Regions from separate parts of the Sus scrofa genome. Here regions 1, 2 and 4 are each linked to region 3. Evidence: chromatin contacts called from public Hi-C and promoter capture Hi-C data. All regions are on one chromosome and are shown on one strand. Each heading gives the region's core, a stretch centred on a gene start, on an enhancer-like site or on the middle of the called end of the contact. The rest is flanking DNA. Distances are from core to core; before and after follow the strand shown. Region 1 holds the start of CNTD1 (cyclin N-terminal domain-containing protein 1). Region 2 holds the start of BRCA1 (breast cancer type 1 susceptibility protein). Region 3 holds the start of AARSD1 (alanyl-tRNA editing protein Aarsd1). Region 4 holds the start of PLEKHH3 (pleckstrin homology domain-containing family H member 3).

What was found. Promoter capture Hi-C pulls out the DNA fragments that hold promoters and counts their contacts. Hi-C and Micro-C count contacts between places; a contact is called where the count stands out from the background.
Region 1: a promoter capture Hi-C map of liver shows a contact between it and region 3, with 4 times the contacts expected there. The contact joins the promoter of CNTD1 here to the promoter of AARSD1 in region 3. A contact is called at or near these places in 1 of 5 promoter capture datasets (liver) and 1 of 2 datasets of contacts at active chromatin or transcription factors (alveolar macrophages).
Region 2: a Hi-C map of liver shows a contact between it and region 3, with 2.3 times the contacts expected there. The contact joins the promoter of BRCA1 here to the promoter of AARSD1 in region 3. A contact is called at or near these places in 2 of 47 Hi-C or Micro-C datasets (heart right ventricle and liver) and 2 of 2 datasets of contacts at active chromatin or transcription factors (alveolar macrophages and skeletal muscle).
Region 4: a promoter capture Hi-C map of liver shows a contact between it and region 3, with 3 times the contacts expected there. The contact joins the promoter of PLEKHH3 here to the promoter of AARSD1 in region 3. A contact is called at or near these places in 1 of 5 promoter capture datasets (liver) and 1 of 2 datasets of contacts at active chromatin or transcription factors (alveolar macrophages).

The regions. Positions count from the first base shown.
Region 1 is chr12:20,057,898-20,064,859 of Sscrofa11.1, forward strand. CNTD1 (cyclin N-terminal domain-containing protein 1) reads right to left here and starts at 4,857. Exons shown (of 4, transcript XM_021066977.1): 1 at 4,444-4,857; 2 at 901-976; 3 at 1-82. The coding sequence starts at 4,612. LOC100518575 (cytochrome c oxidase assembly factor 3 homolog, mitochondrial) reads left to right here and starts at 4,934. Exons shown (of 2, transcript XM_003131381.4): 1 at 4,934-5,211; 2 at 5,551-6,087. The coding sequence starts at 4,998. The coding sequence ends at 5,657. WNK4 (serine/threonine-protein kinase WNK4) reads right to left here. Exons shown (of 22, transcript XM_003358035.5): 22 at 6,791-6,962.
Region 2 is chr12:19,784,656-19,791,066 of Sscrofa11.1, forward strand. It overlaps BRCA1 (breast cancer type 1 susceptibility protein), which reads left to right and starts at 3,432. Exons shown (of 24, transcript XM_021066931.1): 1 at 3,432-4,614; 2 at 5,684-5,769. The coding sequence starts at 5,690. It overlaps NBR1 (next to BRCA1 gene 1 protein), which reads right to left and starts at 4,359. Exons shown (of 21, transcript XM_005656955.3): 1 at 3,431-4,359; 2 at 224-343. The coding sequence starts at 325.
Region 3 is chr12:19,913,441-19,919,796 of Sscrofa11.1, forward strand. It overlaps AARSD1 (alanyl-tRNA editing protein Aarsd1), which reads left to right and starts at 4,795. Exons shown (of 12, transcript XM_021066968.1): 1 at 4,795-4,953; 2 at 5,079-5,210; 3 at 5,593-5,752; 4 at 6,249-6,306. The coding sequence starts at 4,915. It overlaps PTGES3L (putative protein PTGES3L), which reads left to right. Exons shown (of 7, transcript XM_021066969.1): 6 at 564-617; 7 at 1,124-2,412. The coding sequence ends at 1,159.
Region 4 is chr12:20,157,320-20,163,970 of Sscrofa11.1, forward strand. It overlaps PLEKHH3 (pleckstrin homology domain-containing family H member 3), which reads left to right and starts at 4,756. Exons shown (of 14, transcript XM_003358036.4): 1 at 4,756-5,015. The coding sequence starts at 4,854. It overlaps CNTNAP1 (contactin-associated protein 1), which reads right to left and starts at 22. Exons shown (of 24, transcript XM_021066979.1): 1 at 1-22. CCR10 (C-C motif chemokine receptor 10) reads left to right here and starts at 308. Exons shown (of 2, transcript NM_001044563.1): 1 at 308-331; 2 at 1,132-2,199. The coding sequence starts at 308. The coding sequence ends at 2,199.

The DNA of each region.
Region 1 (6,962 bases), core at 3,607-6,106, 140 kb after region 3:
CCTCCAGTTCTGAGGCTCCGCCTTATCTCTCAGCTGGATTGTGGCTTGACTGCAGATGTTCTCTGCCTGCTTAACCATAAACCTATAAAGAAGGGAAAGGGGAGAGGGAACAATCATACTCATTCAAACTAAATGGGCTTCATGCTTCAAACTACGCTACCTCTTATTCTCTCCAATATCAACTGCTGGCTAAAAAAAAAATTCAGGAGTTCCCGTCGTGGCACAATGGTTAACGAATCCAACTAGGAACCATGAGGTTGCAGGTTCGATTACTGGCCTCACTCCGTGGGTTAAGGATCTGGCATTGCCATGAGCTGTGGTGTAGGTGGCAGACGAGGCTCAGATCCCGAGTTGCTGTGGCTGTGGTGTAGGACGGCGGCTACAGTTCCGACTGGGCTCCTAGCCTGGGAAAGTCCATGTGCCATGAGTATGGCTCTAAAAAGACAAAAAGACCAAAAAAAAAAAAAAATTTTTTTTTTTAAATTTCATTTGCAAGTAAAAGGTGCAGGGAGTTTCCTTTGTGGCTCAGCGGTAATGAATCCAACTAGTATTCATTGAGGATGCAGGTTCAATTCCTGGCCTCACTCAATGGATTAAAGATCCAGTGTTGCCATGAGCTGTGGTGTAGGATGCAAACATGGCTCAGATCCTGCGTTGCTGTGATTGTGGTGTAGGCTGGCAGCTGCAGTTCCAATTTGACCCCTAGCTTGGGAACTTCCATATGCTGTGGGTGAGGCTCTATAACGCAAAAAAAAAAAAAAAAAAAAAAAAGGTGAAAACCAGGACTCATGGATGGTAAGGGACAACTGCTTTGGTTTTGTTTTTGTTTTTTTTTAAGATCTGGGTACATTAGCTATTCTGAGAGGTACCCCTCACAAAGGCCTATGCTCAGGGATTTACCTTTCTAGGATTTCTACAGCCTGGTAGCTCACAGATTTCTCCAGACACCATTGTTCAGACAGGAGAAAAACAAACTCTGCCAAAACAAGAAAGAGGAGCCTAATTCACAAGGGGCAACCAAAATGACCCTGCGAACTCTTGGTGTTGTGTAAAAGCCATAAGGGGGCCCAGGGAAGAGGGTCAGGAGGTGAGAAAGATGAGACTGAAACAACCCAAGCAGAGCCTGGTTCCCTTTGCTGCCATAGGCAGATGAGAGGCATGAAAACGAGGCTGAGTGCAAAGACAAAAGCTTACCAAGCCTGCTCATTGCCCCTTGAGCCTTCCTGTGGGTCTCAGCTGATAAAAGGCTTGGCCGGCTATGCACAAAAATAGCAGCTGGTCTAGCTGGCCTCTACACCATGCTGGGAACCTCCAGCTTCAAGGGAGATTCTTGGATGGATAAAAACCTAACCCTTATATTCTGTTCTCAGTGGAATGTTGACAGGAACAGAAAGGTCTCTTCTGGAGCTTCGGTATTCTTCATAACACTGTTTGTTTAGTAACCACCCTCTGAAGGACTCCTATTGCTTTACAAACACAATTCACCTTACAGCTGGACACCACCTCTCCGCCACCAGTTCGTTGGGCAAATCTGTGGTAGCTGAGCCTCTCCCCAGGAACAAGTTTGTTACTGTGAACTGGCTTATTTGGAAGAAACATCCCCTAAATCAGGGAACATAGCCCAACCTGGGATCGGAGAGTCACTGGGAAGGTGGGAAGGGTAAGATAACTTGGCAAAATTCTAGGCTGCTTGTGTTTCTGTTTGAAAGAACAGCCCCAGATAGAATTCTGTTTAGTTAGCAATATCATTAAAGGGTGGAAACAAGGTTAAATGTTAGTTCTCAAAACTCCTGCATAATTAGGAACTTTTAAACACTGATTAGCAAATTACATACAGGCAAATTACCATATATCTTCAGAGAAAATCTGAAAAAAAACTGTGAAATTTAAGCTAGCACAAGACAAGTGCTTTTTGGCCTTTTGGCTAAGATCAAGTGTAAGCTAGCACAAGACAGTTTAGCAATCTACTTGACACACGTTTATACATAGATATATGGACAAAACCTTGTTACAGAGGCTAAGCTCTGCTAACAGTGTCCAGTGAAGATAATTAGTTTAAGCAGTTAAGCAAAGTATCCTAGAACACATAATTGTGTTATTAGCTAGTCCTTTTATTTGCCAAAATTTAGGTTTTATTTCTTTGTCTCGTTTCTGTGTGTGTGTGCGCGCGCGCGCACGCGCGCACTTGCCTGCACACGCAGTTGTTTGGTTTGGTTTTGGTTTTGACCTAATTATCTGGGCAATCGTTTCTATTTTCCATTTTAATTTGCCAAGAAAACTCTTTGGGTTAGGCGGAATGGATGAGGGTTTCATCTCTCTCTCACTGCTGACTCCACCTCCTTACTTACAAACATACTCAGATCTATTAACTAAAAGACACCCCCCCTACTCTCTTAAGCTAGGGCTCTATCTCTCTAGCTTCCATCACTGTTAAATTTCTTGAAAGCCTAGCTTACACCTGCTGCTTCCACTTCATCATTTACTCCCTAATGTTCTGCAATTTGGCTTCTCCCTTTTACAACTTGCTGAAATGATTGTCTCAAAGGTCAGAAAATATATCCAAATTGTTCATCATGGCCCTTTTGCAATACTCATTCCCGTTGTTCATATCCCTGAAGCATCTGAAACTACTGACTATCATCCTTCATGAAACTCTCCTCTTGCTTCCAAAGGTCTCTTGCTTCTGTTCAACCACTCCGTTTATTTTCTTCACGGCTTTTCTTCCTACTCCACTTTCCCGAACACAAAACCTCTCCCAAGGAACTGTACTAGACCAGCTACTCTTCTCTCCCTCTAGGAACTCATCCTTTGCCACAATTTCAACAGTATCATTATAGAGATAGCTCCCCAAACCTTATCTCTAATTCTGACCTCTCTTCTGACTTACTTTTTAAAAAAATTTGTGCTGTACAGCAAAGTGACCCAGTTATACATATTTTTTCTCATATTATCTTCTATCACATTCCATCACAAGTGATTGGATATCGTTCTTTGTGCTGTACAGCAGGACCTCATTACTTATCCACTCCAAACGCAATAGTTTGCATCTACTAACCCCAAACTCCCATTCCATTCCACTTCTTTCTCCTTCCCCTCAGCAGCAAGTCTGCTGTCCATATCTATGAGTCTGTTTCTGTTCTGTAGATAGGTTCATCTGGGCCATATTTTAGATTCCACATACAAGCAATATCATATGATGTCTTTCTCATTCTGATTTACTTAGTATGAGAATCTCCAGTTCCACTCATGTTGCTGCAAATGGCATTATTTTTTTCTTTTTTATGACTATCTTCTGATTTACTTTTGAAATAATCTGCTAGAAACCTTCCTCTGGATTTTCTATAGGCACCTGAAACTCAGGAGATCCCAAAGCTATTTTCTTTCCCAAATGTCACATTTCCTCTTGTTCTATTTTTTTAATGTATGTGCGTGTTTCTCTTAATGGCACCACTATATTTCTAGGCTCAATCTTTTGGCATAGTAATATTGGCTGTCTTCACTTCTGAAATTCATCCAGTGCAGGACCCTGATTTTACCTCTGAAATATTTTTAGTCTACCTTCCCTTGTCATTTTCTCTGCCCTGTCACAAAAACTACTGACAAAGACTCCACTCCACTTTTCCTACCTCCCATCTCTCCCTACTCCAATCCATCCTTTACATCACAGCCAAAATAATTTTTTCTAAGGGAAAGTTTACAGTTATATCACTCTCCTATAAAAAGACCTTCAATGTCTTCTTGTTTTCCTAATAAGTCAGGTATAAACTCCTCACCTTGGCATTTAAAGTTCCACATGGAATGTTTCCAAACCACTTTTCTGGTCTGAATTTCACCTACTCTTCCACATGCTCTAGCCAACCTGGATAACATGATATCTGCATTCATCCAAAGTGTCCCTGTTTCCATAGCTTGATTCGTATTACCCCGTTAGTAGAAACACAGTCCCTCTCCACCACCTTCGCCAAACAAAATGGATTCCTTCCTTCAAGATCTACTTCAAATGCCACGATGCCTGAAGGACTCCTTTAATTCCTCCTACCCCCACCTCACTCCATCACTCCCTATAAAAGCTAGCTTTATGTGGTATGTCGCTTATCTAACCATACTTGTACCTAGTCAATTGCAGATTTGTCCTACTGTCCTCTAAAGATTACATACATGGTTTGAAAGCAGGGACTAGATCTTTCATCTTTCTATCCCAGGAGGCAGAGAGAATAAGTACTCTATACGTGTTGAAACCAAAGGTAGGGTGCTGGTGAGTCTTGTTCATCACTGTTACCCCAACCACCTGGCATATAGCAGTTGCATTTTAGTAGGTGCCAAAACCAAAACCAAAACCTTATTTGAATGAATAAAGTAGACTAGACTGAATCTCAAGGTCGGTGCCTCAAAGACTGGTGCCCCAGTTACCCATAAACCCAGCTCCCCGGGCTGAGTCCCCACCCACGATCCGGGTCTCCCTGAAGCTGCCCATCCGGCCCGTGGCCTCCTGAACGGCTTGCTCATTCTGCTGGGCCAAGTGGAGCAGAGTGTCTTCGATCGTCTCTGTGGCAACAGCTCCAAACTGAAAGTCACTGAGAGAGGCCAATCTTGGCCTTACAGGTCGGTCCATTTTCAGAACCCTGTTCGGGCACCTGAACGCTCACTGGATCCGTAAACCGACGCCCTTAGCTTCTCTGTAGACTCTTCTGCCGCATCCTGGTTAATTCGTCCCTTTCTGCGCGCTTGTCCTCCCCTCAAGTCTGAGGAAAACCCTGTTCATACCACAGCCTCAAGCTTTCCACAGCCTTTTCTCGCCCCAACGGCCGCGAACCCCTCAGCCAATCGGAAATCACAGTCTCTTCCCGCCTGCCCCGCCCTCCCCCTACTTCCAGGAGCCACACTCCCTTCTCGAAAGGAAATGCGCACTACATCTCCCAGCGCCCCCTGCGGCGGCCGAGGACGGCGATTCCCAGCAAGCACCGCGCCCCGGGAATTGTGAAGGGCGGAGCGGTAACATGGCGGCGCCGGGAGCTGGCAATCCTGTGGATTCTAAGAGTGGAAAGGCCCCCGTGGCTCAGCGCATCGACCCGACTCGGGAGAAACTGACTCCTGAGCAGCTGCAATTCATGCGGCAGGTGCAGCTCGCCCAGTGGCAGAAGACGCTGCCACAGCGGCGGACCCGGAACATCGTGACCGGCCTGGGCATCGGGGCGCTGGTGTTGGCAATTTGTATCCGTTTGGACTGTAGACTCAGGGAGACCGCATTTAGGGGAACAGGAAGGGCAGCAGGGGCGTGTAGGAGGGCAGTGTGGGGGTGGTAGAAGGAGCCCGAGATATGAAAACCTTGGCTCCTTTTAACTCTGAATCAAGCGTTTGGTGTACCTTACGTTGTCATTTTAAAGGTAGTATTTTAGTATAATTGATTAATGATTACGGAGTCGGGTGAGGGCTCCCAGGAGCAGACGGCAGAAGATCGAATTTGGGAGGATGATCAGCAGCGGTGGTTGAGCAAGTGTGGGAAAAGGGAATGCGCACATTCCACGTGGTTTCCTGAACCCACCTCCCCAGATGGTTACACCTTCTACTCGGTGTCCCAGGAGCGTTTCTTGGATGAGCTGGAGGATGAGGCCAAAGCTGCTCGAGCCCGAGCTCTGGAAAGGGCATCAGGACACTGATCCACATGGGCATGGTGCATCTCCAACCTGCTGGAGCCCCTTCACACGATGACTGATGCCCCGTGACTCGGTAGAAGTTGAAGCCTGCTCACAGCGTTGCTGGCCTTCTTACCAGTTTTGAACGATGGTAGAGCCCAAGTAGCCAGGGATTGTGCATTTGGCCATTGTCAAGGGAACGTGCCCACCTCCCAGTGTGTGTGGACACTGACTCCTAATTTGTTTCCTTGTTTGAGGTGTCCGACCTTGACTTTGACTTTTCCCAGTCTTTCTCACTTTGTTGTTTAACCCCTTCTCCTCCCAGGTGCTGGCAGGGAGGTCAGAGTAGAAGAGGTGGGCTCTTATGGGGGTGGGTGTGGCAGCTCTGCAATGTTGGAGCCTAAGGTGGAAGATGGGGTCAGGTTGAGAATAATAAACTGAGTCATCTCTCTGAGTCCAGTGAGTGTGTTGGAGCTGACACTCATGCTGGAAAGCTCTACAGGCAGTAACCACAGCAATGGCATTGCCCCAGGGAGCCGTAAATGTTTAACTAGAATTACTTTTTCCATGAGATCTTTCCACCTGATTTAAGAGAGAGATCATGGTGGGTCACTGGGCTGTTCGAGACTGAACTAGGTCTTGGGGGAAGGAAGGACACTCTTCTGTCCTCTACCCTCAAGAACACACTATTCCAGGAGTTCTCCTGTGGCCCAGTGGGTTAAGGACCCAGCATTGTCACTGCAGCAATTCAGATTGCTGCTGTGGGGTGGGTTCGATCCTGGCCTGGGAACTTCCGCATGCGACAGGTGTTACCAAAAGAAGAAGGGGGGGAGAGAACACACTACTCCAACTTGACCTTTTCCCATGGAGAGAGAGATGAAATATGAGGGACAAGCAGCTTTTGTTCTTTTAACTTCTACTGGGCCTGCTGGTGTAGGACTATGGTGGGGTTTGGATGGAATTGTAGCTTGGTCAGGTGGATTGTTGACCTTGCAGTTTCCACATGGACTGCTGGCAAGAAGCCAGAAGGCTGGGTTCCATCCCTGTCTCCCTGTTGTGAGAGGGGAATTCTAAATTCCTCTGCTAAATTCTCCCCTGCCTTACTCCACAAAGCTTGCACCTAGTTCCTAAGGCCCAATAGATACAAAATCACCAGGTTCTAGGCGCCAGCATTTTTATTGGCTGCTACTAATTCTGGTGTGAGAACACCCCCTCCTCATGCTCAGCTGGGAGTGTGCCCCCTAGAAGCATCTGGGCTCTGGTGGGATTGCTTAGTGGTTGACTCTTGGCTGGGGAAGTGGCAAGGATGAGGATGGTAGGCCGCAGGAC
Region 2 (6,411 bases), core at 2,182-4,681, 130 kb before region 3:
TCCTTTCTAAACTTTGCAAAAGGAATTTACTCCCTTTGCTGGGGCACATCTCCTATTTGAATACCAAACCCCTGTCAAAAATAATTTTCCAAAGGGTCCAGAAATGGTAAATATGACTGAATTTATTACAGCTAGGAAGCACTGCTAAAAACAGCTTTGCCTTTGCCTTTGGAAAAAATATCTATGCTTACAGGATGAAGAAACAAAACAAAGTAACACTCACCATAGCTTCCACATCAGCCCAAGTTGTATTTTCTGGATCAGAAACCAGAAAGCTTTGAGTTTCATTTTTAAAAGTCACATTTAGAGTAACCTGTGGTTCCATGCTGTAAGGCTAGAGAGTCTAGGTGAGAGAGAGACAACATACTAGAAAGGATTCTAAGAATTGCATAAACATTCATTCAACAAATACTTTTGAGGAACTAATACAGGCTAGGCTAGGAGGACACAGCAGTAGCTGAGAAGATAATGTTCCTGCTCTTCTGCTATTTACAGTCTTAGTGGGTGTTTTAAAACAAATCTCACTGCTATATGTTTGCAGAGAGAATGTATGTTTTGGCCACATCACAGAAATCATCTAACATTTGTAAAATCCTTTAGGATTTTGTGACTTCATAATGACTGCTTAATTAATATTTACTGTTATATATTTACTAGAAGTAAGATACCAAGATGAATAAGATTAGGTCTCTACCCTTGGGGAATTTACATTCCTAAAATTTGAAAGCGGGATGTTCTACATTTTCTTGGAAAAACAGCCTTTTCCTCAATTGAGCAACTCAGGCTCTCTATTAGATCAATTTTAACAGTTTAGAGGCTGAAACACTAGCCAAGAAACTACACAGGGGTAGTAGCATTCAACACACTTCATCCTTCATGAACTGTGTTTCTTTTTTTTCAGTCTGCTTTTCTTCTTTTATGGAGAATTTCAAGACACATTAAAGTGGAGAATAATGAACATCTAACTACAACAATCAACTCAAAGCTACCCTCAGTCATCCATACCTTTCCATTCCCCCCCCACCCAGTCTGGATTGAATGTAGTCAACTAATGTTTAACAAAACTATAATAATCTAATTTTAAAAATCTAATCATTATGGGAAAATTCAAACCTTTACAAAAGACGAGAGACTAATACACAATGAACTCCTATGGACCCATCAACTACCTTCCATAATTATCATCAACTCAGGGCTAATCTTGTTACAGCAATGCCCTTTCTTACTGGATTATTTTGACAGCCTCATTGCATACATAAAATAATTGAGTATTTACCTCTAAAAGATAAGAAGTTTAGGGAGTTCCCATTGTGGCTCAGTGGAAACAAATCCGACTAGGAACCATGAGGTTTCGGGTTTGATCTCTGGCCTCACTCAGTGGGTTAAGGATCTGGTGTTGCTGTGAGCTGTGGTGTATGTTGCAGATGCAACTCGGATCCCGTGTGGCTGTGGCAAGGCCAGCAGCTACAGCTCGATCGGACCCCTAGCCTGGGAATCTCCATAAGCCACAGGGTGCAGCCCTAAAAAGACCAAAAAAAAGGTAAGAATTTTAAGGATTTTGTTTACTAATGGGTTGTTAGATTGGTTGTTTTTATGACTTTATGAAAAAAATCATTTGTTTAAATCTAAACATAAGAAGTTGCAGTGAAAAGGGCCAGCTTTTAAACATATTCATCAACAAAGCTTGAATAAGCATCTACAAAGAGCCAGGTTATGCTCCAGGCACAGGACATTGGAAAGGAAGAAGATTAAGTCTCAGGAGTTTATATACTGTAACGGGGTGGGATGGGAGGAGCACAGGGGTTTAGGAGAGTTGGGTTCCAGACCCAGTTCTGGCATATTACTAGCCATACAAGTGTGAGCAAGTCATTTAACCTTTGAGCTTCAGCTCTTTAATCTGTAAAATAGGTCTAAGATCTGTGTTTTGCCAACCTCACAATGTAATCACAAGGATCAAATAAAAATGTGTATGCTAGCTCTTTGAAAACGGTACGCAAACGTAAAAGTTACCATGATGATGAATCAGTCTTCAGAACTTAAAACAGTCCTGTTTTCCACAGTATAAGGAACTGCCCTGTGAAACAATACAACTGAGACTGTCATTAAAAATGACCTTGAACTCTCTGATGGATCAGAGTTTTTTTTTAAATCCAAAGACAATCTCCCCCAACCTTTTCTATTCTTTATCTCTACCTAGAGCCAAGTTCACCAACAAAATAGTTTCTAGCACCAATCCTGTTGACATATAGTATTTCATTCATATAAAATGCAATTCTTGGGGTCCTTAAGATTTGGACAGAATTCCTGCCAAGTCCCCAGAATCTTCAGCAAAAAATCAGAGCGATTAAGTGACTGATTCATTCCACCAAAAGTGAATATCCTAAAACACATTCTCACTTTTCAACTTATGAAAAACTCACTCTCACACTTTTGAGAATCCAGAAGGAAACATATTCTTCCCCTTTTCTCAAATTACACAATTGGAAATTAGTTTAGATACTTTGGTGCTCATCCAGCTGGTTGGCGGGGGATGAGGAGAAAACAGGAAGTGGGAGATTCTAGTTTAGCTGGACCACATCCAGGTCTTCATAAAGAGCTGCCTATTTTTGTTTCGCCTTGTATGTGAAAATGCTTTCAGCAAGAGCACTAATCTTGAACTTGTGGAAATATCTAGGCTATGGTTAACACCATCTGTCTCTGTAGTAGGTAAAGTCAGGTAGCTGGGGCTCAGGCCTTCAGCTTTCATTAACTGGAATTATTTCAAGTTCATGCTATTGGCTCACCTTTGCCTGGCACAAAGCTTTTCCTGTCGATTTTTCTGGGATATCAAAAATCTCTTTAATAAGGCTGACCTGGGAAGCTGAGCTTTGATTACTGTCTCCAAATGAGGCCTGTACAAGCTATCCTAGTTAAAACGTGTCACCTGAAAACTGCATGTTCAATAAAAAGATAAAACGGTGCCTTTCCACCGGAGGTCCCTGACCAAGGAGACTTCTTTATGAGTTTCCCCAAAAGTGGGGTGAGGAGGAATGAAGAGACTGTGTGGGTAGTGTCATTTTTTTTTTTTTCCTTGCAGACTTCCTCCTAGTGGTCCAGTTATCATTTCCTATCACTCCATGTCCCCCAGGCAGTGTCACCACCCCCTAAGGACTCTCTTTCCTTTTCTTTGCTTAGGCCTTCTTTGTGCTGGGGAGTCTTGGCGTCCTCCAGCAGAACCCAGGCGTTCTGAACCATGGACCCTTCAACCCTCCGGTGGTATCCGCCTCCTCGGCCCCCTCAAACGGCTCTCCCATCCGGTCACTGAAAAGATCAGCTGCCCCAGACATGGAAAAAGTCGCCCCTCTTCTTTGCAGGACTCCCTCCTTGAACTTCCCCAAGCACCCTCAGGGCGACGTGACACCACCCTAGGCAACCGCAGCTTCTTCCTTACCAGCTTTCCGCCCCCGGGGGGCGCCTGCCGGAGACCAGCGTAGGGACAGTTCACTGCCAGCTCTGCTGCTATCCCTACGGGATAAATCTAACATGGCGGAGAGAGACAGGGCCTAGTCCCCTGTTGCTCTGAGTGTCCAACAAGATGATTGGTTCTTGCCATTTGTCCCTCAAAACCACCACCCGATTGATTGGTCGAAGATGCGCTGGCGGGGGCGGGGCAGGAGCGCCCTGATCCTCACAACAATAACAAACACTGGGGCAAAGGGGCGGAACTACCAGTGCGCAGCCGTGGGCCGGAGCCTGGACACTGGCGGATTTCCTTTTCCCAGGTAAAAGCTGCGCCCGAAGTGTTCCCTTAGGTCACCGACCTTATAAGATGACTTGCTGGAGACTCGCGGGGCTGGATGGGAATTGTAGTCTTCCTAGGACTTGTAGGTTCTTTAGCCTATTCTCCGCTCTCAAGATAGCAAAACACAACGTTCCAATCCATATCTGTTGAGTGCATAAGCGCAGCAGAGCTCTTCAATTTATCAACTGGGTTGTCGTCAGAAGCCTGCCCGCTTCCTCTGTCGGAAGCTCCTCTCCTTAAGACTACAGTTTCCTAGGAACTCTGTGGCCAAGACCTTTCGATGCGCAATGCATGCTGGAAATGGTAGTTTTTTCCCTCCACAATTATTTACCTAAACTGGAGACGTCCATTGTGGAGGAAAGAGTGAGGGTACCGGCCTCTTCCTGTGACTGTTTTAAGCACTTACTCTCGCTTGTTTTCCATACTCACGCAGTGGTTCCGACTCTAGTACAGCAATCATTGTGACGTAATAAGTCGCAACTCCAAGCCTAGAGGTGAGGGGGTGGACGCCTACTGGAAAACTCCGGGAGAATTCGTTGTCTTCCGTCCCTTTCTAATTACGCAACGCGGGGAAAGAATGGATGACCAATCGGGAGCCCCGAGGGACTCGGCTCTTTCAGCTCCGCCCTTCCGTAACCTGTTTAGTTCTCGCATTCTGAAAGGCTCACGCTCCGCGATGGCGTTTCCGTGGCAACAGGAAAGCGCGGGAATTACAGATTAATTGAAACTGCGACTGCGCGGCTTGTGTTTTCAAGACCGAGGACGGTCGGGGGGCTTTTCAGAGAATTGGGCCTCTAGGCCCGGGAATCCCGGGCGCTTTGCCCTGAGTAAAGGTGAGAGAGCCCTGGGGAAGGGAGAGGAGTTTCTGGGGACAGGCGAATAAACAGGTATGGAGAGAGCTGCCGAGCAAGATGGGTGTTATCTGGCAAGGGGCAGGCGGAAGATGGAATCTGAGAAGCCTAAAACGTTGAGTCTGGGGAAATGAAGAGGAGGGGGGAACTTTGTGGGTCGCAGGATCGGGGGGGTGCGCTGAGGATAAGGGAGGGGCAGGGTGTGTTCGAGGGGGGATCTTGGTAGGAACTGGAATGGGTCTTAATGGGGACACCATGGTATAAGTAGACTGTGGGAGAAGGGGATCCTAAGGAAAAAAAGGGGGGCAGTAATTTGGGAAGAGGAGGAGACAGGATTTTATGAGAAGGAGAGCCCTTAAGAACTGGATTCATATGCGTTTCTGAGGAGGAACAAGAAGGAAGTGGAGGGGCGAGCTTCCCTAGGCACAGACGCTGCTGGAATGGATGTGCCTGAAGACGATCTTGAGATGAGTGCAGGCCAGTGGGAAACACTAGGGAAGGGGTGGGGAGCGTTGATTTTGATTTTAAGAGAGAAAAAAGAAAACATTCAGGATGATTGAAGAAGTAGGAGGCTATCACCACTCACCTCCCGGCCCCCCCCCACCCCCCGTGGCTTTCCTTTTCTTGGAGAAAGGAAAAACCGAAACTAAGTGGTTGGAGGCTAGATGTGAAAAAATGGTGAATTTAAATACTCTTATTTACAAAAAAGACAACTTAGAATTTTTTAAAGTAAGGCTTTAGTCATTATTTCAGTGGTTGGCCAGATTTTAAAGCATTCCAATCTTTATTTTTTTAATCACTGATGAACATAGATATGAATGTTGTTTTTTTATTATTTTTTAAATGACTTTTATTTTTTTTCCATTGTATATAGCTGTTTTACAGTGTTCTGTCAATTTTCTACTGTACAGCAAGGTGATCCAGTCACACATACATATATACATTCTTCTTTCTCACATTATCATGCTCCATCATAAGTGACTAGATATAGTTCCCAGTGCTAAACAGCAAGATATTCTTTTAAAATGATTTATTTAATTCATTGGAACAGGAAGAAATGGATTTATCTGTGGATCACATTGAAGAAGTACAAAATGTCCTTAATGCTATGCAGAAAATCTTAGAGTGTCCAATCTGGTAAGTTGAGAGGTTTTTTTTTATTTTTTGTTATCATATATTTTTTTGGCCAATCCCACAGCATGTGGAGGTTTTTTGGCCAAGGATCGAACCTGGACCACAGCAGTGAGCTGCTGTGGTGACAACACTATATCCTTAACCTGCTGTGCCACAAGGGAACTCCAGTCAAGAGTTTATTAATTTGAGGAGTTCCCGTCGTGGCTCAGTGGTTAATGAACCCGACTAGTATCCACTGAGGACACGCGTTCAATCCCTGGCCTTGCTCAGTGGGTTAAGGATCTGGTGTTGCCATGAGCTGTGGTGTAGGTCGCAGAAGCTGTAGCTCTGGGGTAGGTTGGCGGCTGCAGCTCCAATTAGACCCCTAGCCTGGGAACCTCCATATGCCACGGGTGTGGCCCTAGAAGAGACAAAAAGACCAAAAAAAAAAGAGTTTAATTTGAGATCTTCCTTATATAGTTATATCCTATGCAAATGATGAGAATTGACCTAAGATAGTAAGGAGAAAAAATTATAATGTCTTTTAAGATTGAGCTATTAAAGTTACTGCTTTTCTTAATTGAAGAGCTTTAGGAATATGGGAAATTACTCCTTTTTCTCCACTAGGGCTCTCCTCTTCACTCTCTGTTGCCTCAATACACACAG
Region 3 (6,356 bases), core at 3,545-6,044:
ATATATATATATATATATTTTTTTTTTTTTTTTTTTTTTTTTTTTTGCTCCTGCCTACAGCATGGGGAAGCCCCCAGGGCAGGGATCAAGCAGTCACAGCAGTGACCCAAGCCACATTAATGATACCACCCGATCCTTAACCCACTAGGCTACCAGGGAACTCCTAAATTTCCTTTTAAAAAGAGGATCAAGAAGTTCCCACTGTGGTGCAGCAGGTTTAGGATCCAGTGTGGTCTCTGTGGTGGCTCAGGTCACTGCTGAATCATGGGTTCGATCCCCAGCCTGGTGCAGTGGGTTAAGGATCTGGCATTGCTGCATCTGTGGCATAGGTCACAGCTGCAGCTTGGATTTGATCCGTGGCCTGGGAATTTCCCTGTGCTGCAGGTGTGGCCACAAAGGGATCAATTTACTTTTCTCCAGTTCATTCCAGTGATGTATTAAAGGCCTTCATGCTGGAGCAGTTGTTTGCCTGGGACTATTTTCCTATGGTCCATGGATATGCAGGTGGTTCTTCCCTCAGCCCTCTTCTCTCTGGTGACTGACAGCTTTTCTCCTCCCACCAGCTTTTGAAGAAGGTCAGCACCAAGAGCCCTCCCCCTGCAATGGACGACCTGGATGTAAGTAAAGCCTGCTCCTTAACCCTTCGGTTTCCTTTTAGCCCTGAAAAAATAAGGTATTAGAACCCTCCTGTGCCCAGTCTCTAGCATGGAGTGGTTTTCAGTGCTTGTGAGGCAAGTCTGAATTTGACACAGAAGGCCAACTGTTGCTCTCCATGCCTTAGGAAACCCCAGCAAGACCCTCCTCCCCTCCCTCCCCTTCTTTGCTTCTCCAGTTTAGAGCAGACCTGGCAGGTTGACTATCTTTGCAGCTGTAAGCACCGGTAGCATTCGTTGAAATTCTGACATTAAATGACACCTGGTACAGTGTTGTTTATCAAGAACCAGTGGCTTATTTTATCTTCCAAAGTTAAATCCTTCTGGATTAGCATCCCTGAAGAAGTTGTGTGCTTCAGAAAATCACCAAAGAAAACTTGGAGAGCTGGAGGGAATGAACAGTATTTGTGAACACAAATGTCCAGTCTTTGCAGACTCTACAGTTGCTTTTATCTTTTTTTCCCCCCCAGGATGATTCTGACAGTGCTGACGCAAGAAGTAATTAACTTTCTGTCACAGCAGAACCGGAGAGGAAGCTGTGGCTGTCTTCTAGTCACTCTGACAAGCTAGGGCCTGGGTCTTTGTCAGCTCTTTGCCTGGGCACCAGGGTCCTCTGGGATCTCTGAACTTTCCGAAAAGCTCTTTATTAAAGGTCCTCCTCATGCTTTATTTCTTCTTCCTAGGCACTTGACTGTGGCTGCTGCGGCTGTTGGCTGGATAGAAAAGGATTAGAGGGGTGGGACTTCTGACTTCTTACCAATGAACTGTAATCGTCCAGGCTTTCTTGAGTATTCGAGGTGTGAGTGAGAGAGAGAGAGAGAGAGAGAGAGAGAGAGTGTGTGTGTGTGTGTGTGTGTGTGTGTGTGTGTGTGTATGCGCAAAAGCCAAAGAAGCAGATTATATAGATTATACTAAATATCTAGGAACCTTTCTCTGTCTCTTTCCTTCTTGTACCTCTTCCTCCTGGAGACAAGCCTCTTCCCCCTCTATAGTGCCTCTCGAGTGGAGAAGCGGGTATTGGAGATCCTGGCCCTCACTCTTGCGATCAGAAGAAGAAAGATGTTGGGAACAGACTTGTAACCAAGCTAGGGGATTCTCCATGCTCAGATCTATGTGCTGATCTTCAGAACAGAAACCAGCCTTTTACTTTATGGCTAATATTGCCATCTCTAGAACCAGCCAGAACCCCACATCAGCTGCCTGCCTACTCCAGAAATGTCTTTACACTTTTGGAGTTCCCCTTGTGGCTCAGCAGTAATGAATCCAACTAGTACCCATGAAGATGCAGGTTCCATCCTTGGCCTTGCTCAGTGGGTTAAAGGATCCAGTATTGCCATGAGCTGTGGTGTAGGTTGCAGACATGGCTCAGATCCTGCACTGCAGTGGCTGTGGTGTAGGCTGGCAGCTCTGATTCGACACCTAGCCTGGGAACTTCCATATGCCACATGTGTGGCCCTAAAACAAACAAACAATTCAGAATTCCGGAAATATCTTTACACTTTTAAAACTAATTTTACGCAGTGCCCATGTCTATTCACTCTTCCATTGATCAGCTGTCCCATTCATCCACAATCATTTTTTAAGTGCCTAATGTGTACTTAAACCGTGACTTAAGCAAAATGCAATACCTAGACTTTGCTCTTGAACTCATGGTAAAGTACTGAGGTTTGTTAAATTAAACAAGCAGAATTTGTACTCTTTCAATAGGCGTAAACACTGTTAACAGTTTCTTCAATAAATTTACATATGTTTATCTATATCTTGATGTGTATCTCTACATATTATACCCATTATAAATTCTATACCTATATATCATAATTATAGATAAAATATACGGAGTTTCTGTCATGGCGCAGTGGTTAACGAATCCGACTAGGAACCATGAGGTTGTGGGTTCGGTCCCTGCCCTTGCTCACTGGGTTAACGATCTGGCATTGCCATGAGCTGTAGTGTAGGTTGCAGACATGGCTTGGATCCTGCGTTGCTGTGGCTCTGGCGTAGGCTGGTGGCTACGGCTCTGATTAGACCCCCAGCCTGGGAACCTCCATATGCCGCGGAAGCGGCCCAAGAAATAGCAAAAAAAAAAAAAAAAAAAAAAAAAAAAAGATAAAATATAGACTATATATGGAACATAAACACCTAGAGGATCATGTATTGTTTATATGCCATATAATATAAAGATTTTACACATACACAGGCAAATGTAATGTGTGTGTATACAATGGGAATCAGGCTATACATTTTGCACCTTGCTTTTTTTCACTTAATATGTATTGGTGCTCTTTCCAAATCAGTCTTTATAGATCTAACTCTTCTTCATGGCTACATGGTATTTAATTGAATATATTTTCCATAATTTAACAGGCTCTTTATCTAGGGATATTTAGGTTGTTGTTAGTCTTTTCCAACCTTTTGTTTTTTAGTGCCGCAACTGTGGCATATGGAAGTTCCCAGGCTAGGGAATCTAGTTGGAGCTGCAGCTGCTGGCCTACACCACAGCTCATGGCAAGGCCAGATCCCTAACCCACTGACTGAGGCCAGGGATTGAGTCCGCATCCTCACGGATACTAGACAGATTCGTCTCTGCTTCGCTTCAACAGGAACTCCAGTCTTTTTCAATTTTTAAGCAATGCTGCAAGGAGCAGATTGAAAAGTATGTCCTTACATATTTGGCAAGGATATCTGTAGGGTAAATTTCTAGAAGTGGAATTGCTATCACCCTCATATCAACATACCCACAATTCTGAAAACCAAAAACTCTAAATACCAACTTAAAAAAATTAACACCAAAACTCATCTGGCAGGAAAACAAGACCTAAAATGATGTGGAGCTATTTATAGCCTTTGTTTATTCCAGCATAAACATTAATGCGTTTGAATATAAGTGGGTTGCTCCAGAGTGCCAAATGAAACACATTATGTAACACATGGGTATGCTCTGCATTACTGTCTAAAGTCCGAAAAACCTTAAATTCTGAAACATGGAGACTTGAAGATTTTTATTAGTTGATTTAAAGGAGCAGAAAGTTGCAGTTCCCATCGTGGCTCTTTGCTTAACATATACGGTAGGAACCATGAGGTTGTAGGTTCCATCCCTGGCCCTGCTCAGTGGGCCAAGGATCCAGCGTTGCCGTGAGCTGTGGTGTGGGTTGCAGACACGGCTGGGATCCCCAGTTGTTGTGGCTGTGGTGAAGGCCTGCAGCTACAGCTCCGATTCGACCCCTAGCCTCGGAACCTCCATATGCCGCAGGAGCGGCCCAAGAAATGGCAAATAAATAAATAAAAGAGCAGAAAGTTAATTTGAACTTTTTTTTTTTTTTGTCTTTTGTTGTTGTTGTTGCTATTTCTTGGGCCCCTCCCGCGGCATATGGAGGTTCCCAGGCTAGGGGTTGAATGGGAGCTGTAGCCACCGGCCTACGCCAGAGCCACAGCAACGCGGGATCCGAGCTGCGTCTGCAACCTACACCACAGCTCATGGCAACGCCGGATCGTTAACCCACTGAGCAAGAGCAGGGACCGAACCGGCAACCTCATGGTTCCTAGTCGGATTCGTTAACCACTGCGCCACGACGGGAACTCCTAATTTGAACTTTTAATCTCTTTAACGTTGTAAGGCGCTGATTGCAGTTTGACTCCTGTTAACCTTTTTATGCTGTACAATGCGGGAGCACCTGTCACATGTGGTTATTGAGTACTTGAAATGTCCCTAGTCTGCACTGAGATGTACTGTAGATGTAAAATACACACCAGGTTTCGAATTTTTTTTTTTAATGGAGAAAAAAAAAGCCCTCATTTATTTAAAAAGACTTATCATCAGACGAAATAACATTCTGGATAGGTCGATTTAAATTTAAAAAAATTAACATATGTGGCTCGCATTACTTTCCACTGGGCAGCGCTGCCGTGCACCCAAGCCGGTACCAATTCCCACGTCTACCAGCTGGGCTTCTGCGGGGCGGAATTACGTACATTCCTGGGGCCCAAAGTGGCTAAATTAAGTGCTTTGGCAAGTTAGACCGCACTTGTATTTCTTCTTGTTTTCTGGTTCTTTTCAAAGCCTTAAAATTGTTGCTATTTTAATAACCCAGAACACCGACACGTCGCGTTTTCAGTAAGTTTGTCCTAATCGCACACCGTTTTTCCATGTCCTTTTGCGTCTGCGCAGAGACACTCCCGGAATAAAGATTGTCCCGCTTCGCTCTCCGTCCTCGCCAGGCGGCTCCTGTGTGTGCTGATCCCGCCGTTCTAAGAGACTGCACCGATGGCGTTCAGGTGTCAGCGGGACAGCTACGCCAGGGAGGTGCGGCCGGCGGGGCGAGGGAGCTGAGCGGACCGGGCGGTGCAGGCAGGAGGGCGCCACGAGGAGGGAACGCCAAGCTGGGATCAGTCCGGTCGGGACTTACTTTTTCTTCCTTCTTTTCCCAGTTCACCACCACCGTGGTTTCCTGCAGTCCCGCAGAGCTGCAGATCGAAGGAAGCAACGGCAAGAAGGAAGTACTGAGCGGTTTCCAAGTGGTGCTGGAAGACACGCTGCTTTTCCCCGAGGGCGGGGGACAGGTAGCAGACCCGACCCTCCCCCTCCTCTTCCCGCCTCTTGCCTCCCTGGAAGCCAGTAATTCCTTTCTGCTCAGCAGGAAGATGATCTGTTTCTGTGTCCCAGATACAATGAATACAAATGGAAGTTAATTCATTTCAGTTCATTTGTTCATTCAACGGGTTATTTATCAACAAATACATAGGTGTTCAGCGTAAAGAGGACAGGGACAGTCTCCTCATGAAGCAAAAGTACCACTTCACTTGGCCTTGCTCTTTCTTCTCCCCTAGGGAATCTCAAGTTCTGGGTGTGTTTCTCGCATACTCTCCCTAGAGGGTCTTTGTATTCGGGAGTTAAGGTGATCCCTACCTGCTACTACTGATTATCTTTACTTCTTTTCCCCAGCCTGATGACCATGGTACAATCAATGACATCTCTGTGCTGAGAGTGACCCGCCGCGGCGCCCAGGCTGATCATTTCACCCAGACACCCCTGACCCCTGGGACCGAGGTCCAGGTCCGAGTGGACTGGGAGCGGAGGTTTGACCACATGCAGCAGCATTCAGGTAGGTGTGTGGGATGATAGGTGGTTTGGGTTCTCTAGAAGTTAACCTTTTGGAAGGAACAGACGTACTCAGAATCAACTCCAATTCAGGCAGGATGTGATAAGTGCCGTAAAAGCAAAATGAACAGTTGAAGGAAAAATATTAGCATAACGGTTGAATTTGAGTATCACCAGCCATGAGGACGCAGGTTCGATCCCTGGCCTCGCTCAGTGGTCTGAGGATCTGATGTTGCCGTGAGCTGTGGTGTAGGTTGCGGGTGCAGTTTGCATCTGGCGTTGCTGTGGCCAAGGGAGGGGCTCTGATTTGACCCCTAACCTGGGAACCTCCATATGCCTCAGGTGTGGCCCTGAAAAAAAAAAAAAAAAAAAAGGAGCATTACTCACTGTCCTGTACTGCAGGTCTTCAAGGGAAGAAATTCTGTGATGACATTTATGCTGGGATTGTGTGGCTGCCTGGGCTTTTTACTCTTCTCTTGTCTCCTGCTTTCTCTGCTTAGGGCAGCATCTTATCACTGCGGTTGCTGATCATCTTTTTGGGCTGAAGACAACTTCATGGTGAGCAGGAGGCATAAAACTGTCAGCCTTGGGTGCCTGACTGCCAGCTC
Region 4 (6,651 bases), core at 3,506-6,005, 240 kb after region 3:
GAATTCTACATTTTTCCCTTACTCCACTTTGCAGATGAAAAACCTGAGGCTCAGCGAGATCAAAACACCTACTCAGGATCACACAGGTAGCCAGGAAATGATGAGATGCCAAAACCCATTCTTCTTCTCCTGGCAGGGTAAAGAGAAGTTATTTTTAGGGGGTAGAATGGAAAAAGGTAGGTAAAGAGGACCCGCAGACCCTAATCCCCACCGCCTTCTTGGCCCTTTTCCCCGCCCCTTCCTTCCTGTCCCTCTAGTTTAACTTCTCTCTGCAGTGGCTTTACCTCAGAAACCTGAGTAGCCAGAGATGGGGACTGTGCCCGCAGAGCAGGTGGGAGTGGGGGCAGGGGGGGAGGGTTACAGAGAGGGAGGTAAGGTGAAGGGATGGGATTCCCCACCTGGCACCAGGCCTCTGGTCGGCTGTGACCTATCCAGGGCACCTGGAGCCCTCTGGGACCAGATAGATGGGGCTGGGGTTGTGCGGCTGGGGTTGGGGGACGGGACTGGGGCTGAGGGGAAGGGTGAGCTGAAGCTAGAAGTCTGAGTTCCCAACCGAGGCCAGAAAACCTAAGCCCCAACCCTTATGACCACCTCGGTATAAGTAGTTCAGTGCACCTGTACTGGAGGGTGGGGGTTGGGGGGAGGGACTCCAGACCAAGCCTGGCCTCCAGGGACCAGGTCTGAGGCAGAGGCTGCATGTGAGTGTTCTTCCAGGAGAGGGCGCTGCAAAGGAACTGACTCTAAGATTTACTGATAATACAAACGCTTGGCCTACCCGGAACACTGATGCTTCACACCCTTTATCGTCCTTGCTTCAAACAACCCTGCTAGGTGGGCTAGTCAGGATTTCTAAACTCGACATTACAGATTAGTCAACTGGAGATCCTGAAAAAGGCCTGCCCAAGGTCACGAAGGAAGCTGGACACAGAGGCAGAAGGGGTGCAAGGGAAGCGAGGGCCTGTTGAGGGTGTGCTAGGACGAGTTTGGAGAAGAGTTTGTCTTCTCACCGTGTACTGTACCATTGTGCCTGGTCACACAGGTGCTCCCAGCTTGGAATGCATGTGTGGGAGGGGGAGGCTTGTGGTGGAGGCATGTCTCATAAGGTCTCTCTTCTCATTTTGGCCTCCCCAGGTTTCCTGGGGCCCCTACTCCGGGGACTATGAAGAGGCATATTCTGCTGAACCGTTGCCAGAGCTCTGCCACAAGGCTGATGTCCAGGCCTTCAGTCGGGCCTTCCAACCCAGTGTCTCTTTGACCGTGGCTGCTCTGGGTCTGGCGGGCAATGGCCTGGTCCTGGCCACCCATCTGGCGGCCCGTCGCGCTGCCCGCTCGCCTACCTCCGCCCACCTGCTCCAGCTGGCCCTGGCCGACCTCCTGCTGGCTCTGACTCTGCCCTTTGCTGCAGCCGGGGCTCTGCAGGGCTGGAGTCTGGGAAGTGTCACCTGCCGCGCCATTTCGGGCCTCTACTCGGCCTCCTTCCACGCCGGCTTCCTCTTCCTGGCCTGTATCAGCGCCGACCGCTACGTGGCCATCGCGCGAGCCCTCCCAGCTGGACCGAGACCCTCCGCGCCGGGCCGCGCACACTTGGTCTCCGTCGTCGTGTGGCTGTTATCGCTGCTCCTGGCGCTGCCTGCTCTCCTTTTCAGCCAGGACGGCCAGCGGGAAGGCCAGCGGCGCTGCCGTCTCATCTTCCCCGAGGGCCTCACGCAGACGGTGAAGGGGGCGAGCGCCGTAGCGCAGGTGGTCCTGGGCTTCGCGCTGCCGCTGGGCGTCATGGCGGCCTGCTACGCGCTCCTGGGCCGCACGCTGCTGGCCACCAGGGGGCCGGAGCGCCGGCGCGCGCTGCGCGTCGTGGTGGCCCTGGTGGCGGCGTTTGTGATACTGCAGCTGCCCTACAGTCTCGCCCTGCTGTTGGATACTGCTGACCTACTGGCGGCCCGCGAGCGGAGCTGTCCTGCCAGCAAGCGCAAGGATCTGGCACTGCTGGTGACCGGAGGCTTGGCCCTCGCCCGCTGCGGCCTCAACCCAGTGCTCTACGCTTTTCTGGGCCTGCGCTTCCGCCAGGACCTGCGGAGGCTGCTTCGGAGTGGGGGCTGCAGTCCAGGGCCTCACCCCCGCGGCCGCTGCCCCCGCCGGCCCCGCCTTTCTTCCTGTTCGGCTCCCACTGAGACCAACAGTGTCTCCTTCTGGGATCACTAGAGCTGCGAATCAAGAGAAGGGGGAGGGCTGAGGAAATGATTCCAGGGAGGGTAGTGGGAAAGGGGAATAAGCGGGGGACACGGAGGAAGAGGTAGGGACCTAAAGGAATTGCTTCTGTTCTTTGGCATATTAAATTTACAACATGGAAATGAGATGCAACCCAACAACTGTTACTATTTTTGAGACACTGGCTTGGAAGTGATTTGTAGCAGGGCAGAGCTGGAGGGTAACTCCCCCTCCCGCCCCCCCTTCCCACTCCGCGGAGCTTGACTCTTGGTGGAAGGTGCTGAGAGCCTGCGTGGGGGTGGGGGGCTGCTGAGCCTGCTAAAGCTCTAGGCACTGACACCCTCTCCACCTTTCCTTGGACTCTGCTAACAGAGGTGAGGTGGGAAAGCTGCCAGGCGAGGAGGGGCGGGGGTTCCTCCCGAAATAGTGTAAGGAAGAGCTTTCTAACAACCACAGAGTGCTATCCAGTAATGGCTGCCTTAGCAAGTACCGAGCTCCCAGCCTCTGGAATGTTCAAGCTGAGGCTGTCGGGGACTGTGTGTGCCTATGCCTGGTGTGGGGGTAGGGACGGCGCCAGGAGATTCCCGTTTTGGGTGTGCTTTTGGATTCAATTACCACTCGACAGTCCCTTCTAAGGTTCTCTGGTGGAGAGAAAAAAAAAAGCAATTTAAGAAGTTGTCGGAGTTTTTCACCTTGGAGAAGATCCAAGAAGAGAATTCCAAGTTGCAAATTTCCAAAGAGTGGCTGTCACGGGCGTGGTGGAGTAGGGGTGACAGCCACTCTCCATCTTCTTTGGGGACGAGGTCAGAGGAAATGCACTGAACCTGCCGGAGAGAGGTTAGACAAGGGAAAAAACTTCCCTTGAAGGCAAGGGCTTGGGATCCAGGTACATGGTTGTGGTGCTAACGTCCCTAGGAAGCCTCAGCACAGGCCACACTCCTCTGGGGCGAGGTCAAGGCAGGGATGGCCTCTAGAGACATTGATTCTTGGTCTTTGTTTTATACAGTCACGACAGGCACGATGGTGTCCGCGTGTGACAAGTCTCCCGGTTTAATATCCGGTCATCAAAGCTGCCCCAACCGCTCCAATCGAGAGTCTGGGGACCCAGGGCAAGACGGGCGGGGCGTGGCGGGGATGTCTCCAGGGAGGCGCTGGCCTGTCGTCCCCGCCCTGTCCCGCCCCGCCCAGCTCGAGCTAGCCTTCCTTCCGTGAGCCTCTGGCGGCTGAGACCAAGAACCACGGCCTCAAGGGACAGGATCTAGGGGAGCACCGGAGATGGCGCCGATCCTCAAAGGGTCCCACACGCCAGCCACTGGGGGCCAACCTGGAACCATCCACCGGAGACCGCGGGAATCGCCGCTGAGTCAGCAATGCACGCGCGCGCCCGCGGTCGCTCTGGCCCCGCCCCGTCCCTGACCCCGCCCCGTCTGCTTAGAGCCTCTGTTAACCCCTTCCTACACAGAACCGCAGGGATAGTCACCCTGAGAGGCCTCCACTTCATTCGAATTCCCTAGAATTCCAAGTCACTCTTCCAACTGGAGTTCCTTGAACTGTGCCTTCTAAATTAGATTTATTTCCGGCCTAGGTCAGAACTTTCCCGGAGTCTCTGCCTCAGCTTCTTCGCCTCAAAAAGAAGATGACTCAGATAGAGGAACAGGACTCCTCCATCCAGGGGCGGAGGGCTACTACCTATAGGGCTGTGCCTGGCACAGGTAGCTAAGGCTCTTTCCTTTCTCAAAGACCGAGACAAGGGTTCAGAGGGCAACAATCGGAGCCTTCCTCTATGCCCTATGGGCCCTTCGTCCTCCAAAGCTCCAGCTCAAGAGCGCTTTTAATTTGTCGATTGGTGAGCCAAGAGTTAAAACAAGAGGCTGAAGGCGGGCTTCCGTGACGTCATTAGCAGTCAGAGTCCGACCTCAGAGATGGGGGCGTGGTTAACAGCTCACAGCCCCCTCCCTCCTTATTCCCATGCCCCTCCCCGCTGTCACCAAGCCAGGAGCACATGATGCAACCCGCCGCGATTTCAGTGGCTTGATTGGTGGCCGCGCCCGGCGCCAGGCACAAGGATTGGACCGTGGAGGCCGTGACGAGAACTGGACCCTGCCCTGTAAAGAAGGGAGGAGAGAAAGAAGAGGGAGGGGGAGCCTGGACGGGAGGGGGGCGGGGAGGCGGGGTCCCAGCGCTGTGCTCGTGCCCCTAGCGCGCCAGTCCCGGGGCTGCAGGGAGCGCAGCGCGCGCGGCCCGGGCCCCGGCCACCGGACGCCCTACCGGACACGACCCTCCCTGGAGCTCGGACAACTGCCCTCCTCGGACACTGCACCGGACACTGCCCCCCACAGGGCTGGACACTACAACGGACACTACTTCCCAGCTCCGGACATTGCTCCCTCCCCCCCGCCCCCCGCCCCCGGGCCCTGGACCCTTTCCTCCCTCCCCCTCCGGGGGCCCAGACACTAAGCCCCCCACAAGCTCTAGTTAGCGACCCCTTGCACCTCAGCGCAAGACAACGCCTCCTCCCAGTCCCCCTCTCCCTTCCCCTCCTCCCGCCTCATCTTTCCCCGGCTGGTGTCGGAGCCCCGCCAGTTTCTCCGACCCCCTGCAGTTCGGCCCCGACTGCCCGCGTCCCCTTCCCCCGGCTGCTCGCCCGGATGCCTCTCCCCGGGGGATTGTGGTGGCTCCTCTGCTGCCGTCGAGGCTTTACTCTTCTGCACCGGGACTACGGGGACGGCGAGCTTAGCGGGGACGGGGACGAAGACGAGGACGAGGAGAGCTTTGAGCTACGGACCCCGAGTCCAGCGGGCGGCGGGAGGGTAAGTCCCGGGGGGTTTGGAGCCTTGTCTCTCCCTCTCACTGCAGCCAGCCGTCACGCCTGATCCTGCCCTACTCCAGCCAAACGCCGTGTTCTTGCCGAGTGGGGACTCGGGAGAGGATTTTTTTGCCTGGGGGCCAGAAGCCCCCAGGAGCTCAAGCAGCAGCCCGCCTTGAGATGTGCCTGTGGGCCTCGCGCTGCACGCTGGGCGCTGTCCACCTGCTGGGGGCCCTGGGGCAGGGGAGGCGTCACGCCTGGCCCGACCTGGCCTGCCTCTCCCTTCCCCGCCGGGCCCGCGTCCCATCCCGTCTCCTTCCGCCTCCGCCAGCGCCGAGGAATGTGGCGAGGCCGGCTGGGCGGCTCGGACGCCTGGGTCCGCTCCGCTCCCAGTTCCTCAGTGCTGGGAGCCAGATGCGGGAGTTCCCGCCGCGGGGACCTGGGCCAGGGGAAGCAGGCATCCTCACGTTGAGGTCTGTGGCAGGGACCCCATGGAGAGGGAGCTGGGGGCCACAACTCTCTGAGGACCCTTCATTATTACTCTGGCACTCAGGACAGAACGCTGGGCCCTCCCTGGTGAGGCTCCTGGGGAATCCCTGAGGGGACAGGTAGGGACATAGGGCTCCCCAGTTTTGTCGTCTCTTCCGGTGGGGAAACCGAGGCTCTATTGGTGCTGAAGGCCATCATCCCCTGATGTCCCCTCTGATGCCCCTGCATGCCAGCAACCAGACGCAGGGCAACCAGACTCGCGGGTGCTGTGGCCTGGGTCAGGCTCCCATCCCCCGCTCAGGGGTCCCCAGCAGGCCCGGTGGCTCGGTGCCCGGTGCCCGGGTGGGGCGGGCTGCGCCGCTGGGGCCGGCGCCAGCACCTGGCGGAGGCGGAGGGCGGATAAATATAGAGGGGAGAGGGAGGGAAGCAGGGGACTGCGATTAGGGGAGTTGGTCTAAGAGAGGGGTCAGCACCTGCCCCGTTGGTCGTGTGGCTGAGAGCCTCACTGAGACCCTCCAGAAAATAAGTGGATCTCCCCCCCAGGGAAGCATAGGACCCAGGCATCCCCAAGCTTCCAGCCTGGGCAGGGCCGGCTTTGTGAAACCCTGCCATTGCTCCCTCATGCTGCACATCCACCACCGCCCCCCTCCCTGGAGCTTGGGGACAGGTGTCCCTGGCCCCCCTCCCTCCTCCCCCTCCTGGCTTTAACTGCCTGGACGCAATGGGACCATGGCACCATTCCCGAGTGACCTGGCTCCTGGATGGGTTTTTGGCCTCTCTTAGACCTCAGTCTTCAGTAGAAGTTCCAGGGCACAGGGGGCAAGTGGGGGGAGGACAAAATTCCAGACTCTACCTCCCATGGAGAGTATCCTCAGCCTGGCCTGAGCCCTAGCAAAAGGGCAGGGTCTTTGCTTACCACTGACTCTCAGAGGTGTCTGTGGGAGGGTTTAAGAAGCTCTTGGAGAAAGCCCTATACTGAAAGGGTCCCTCTTCCCTTCATCCATCTCCATGCCCACCACCACCCTGCCAGCCTGAATGCCCACCTGTCAATGAAGGGAAAAGGAGGAGGAGGGGATGACTTCAAGCCTGCCAGAGCAAGAAAAGGCTTCATCCACCTCTTCTTTTCCAAAAATTGGGAAGCTAAAGCCCAA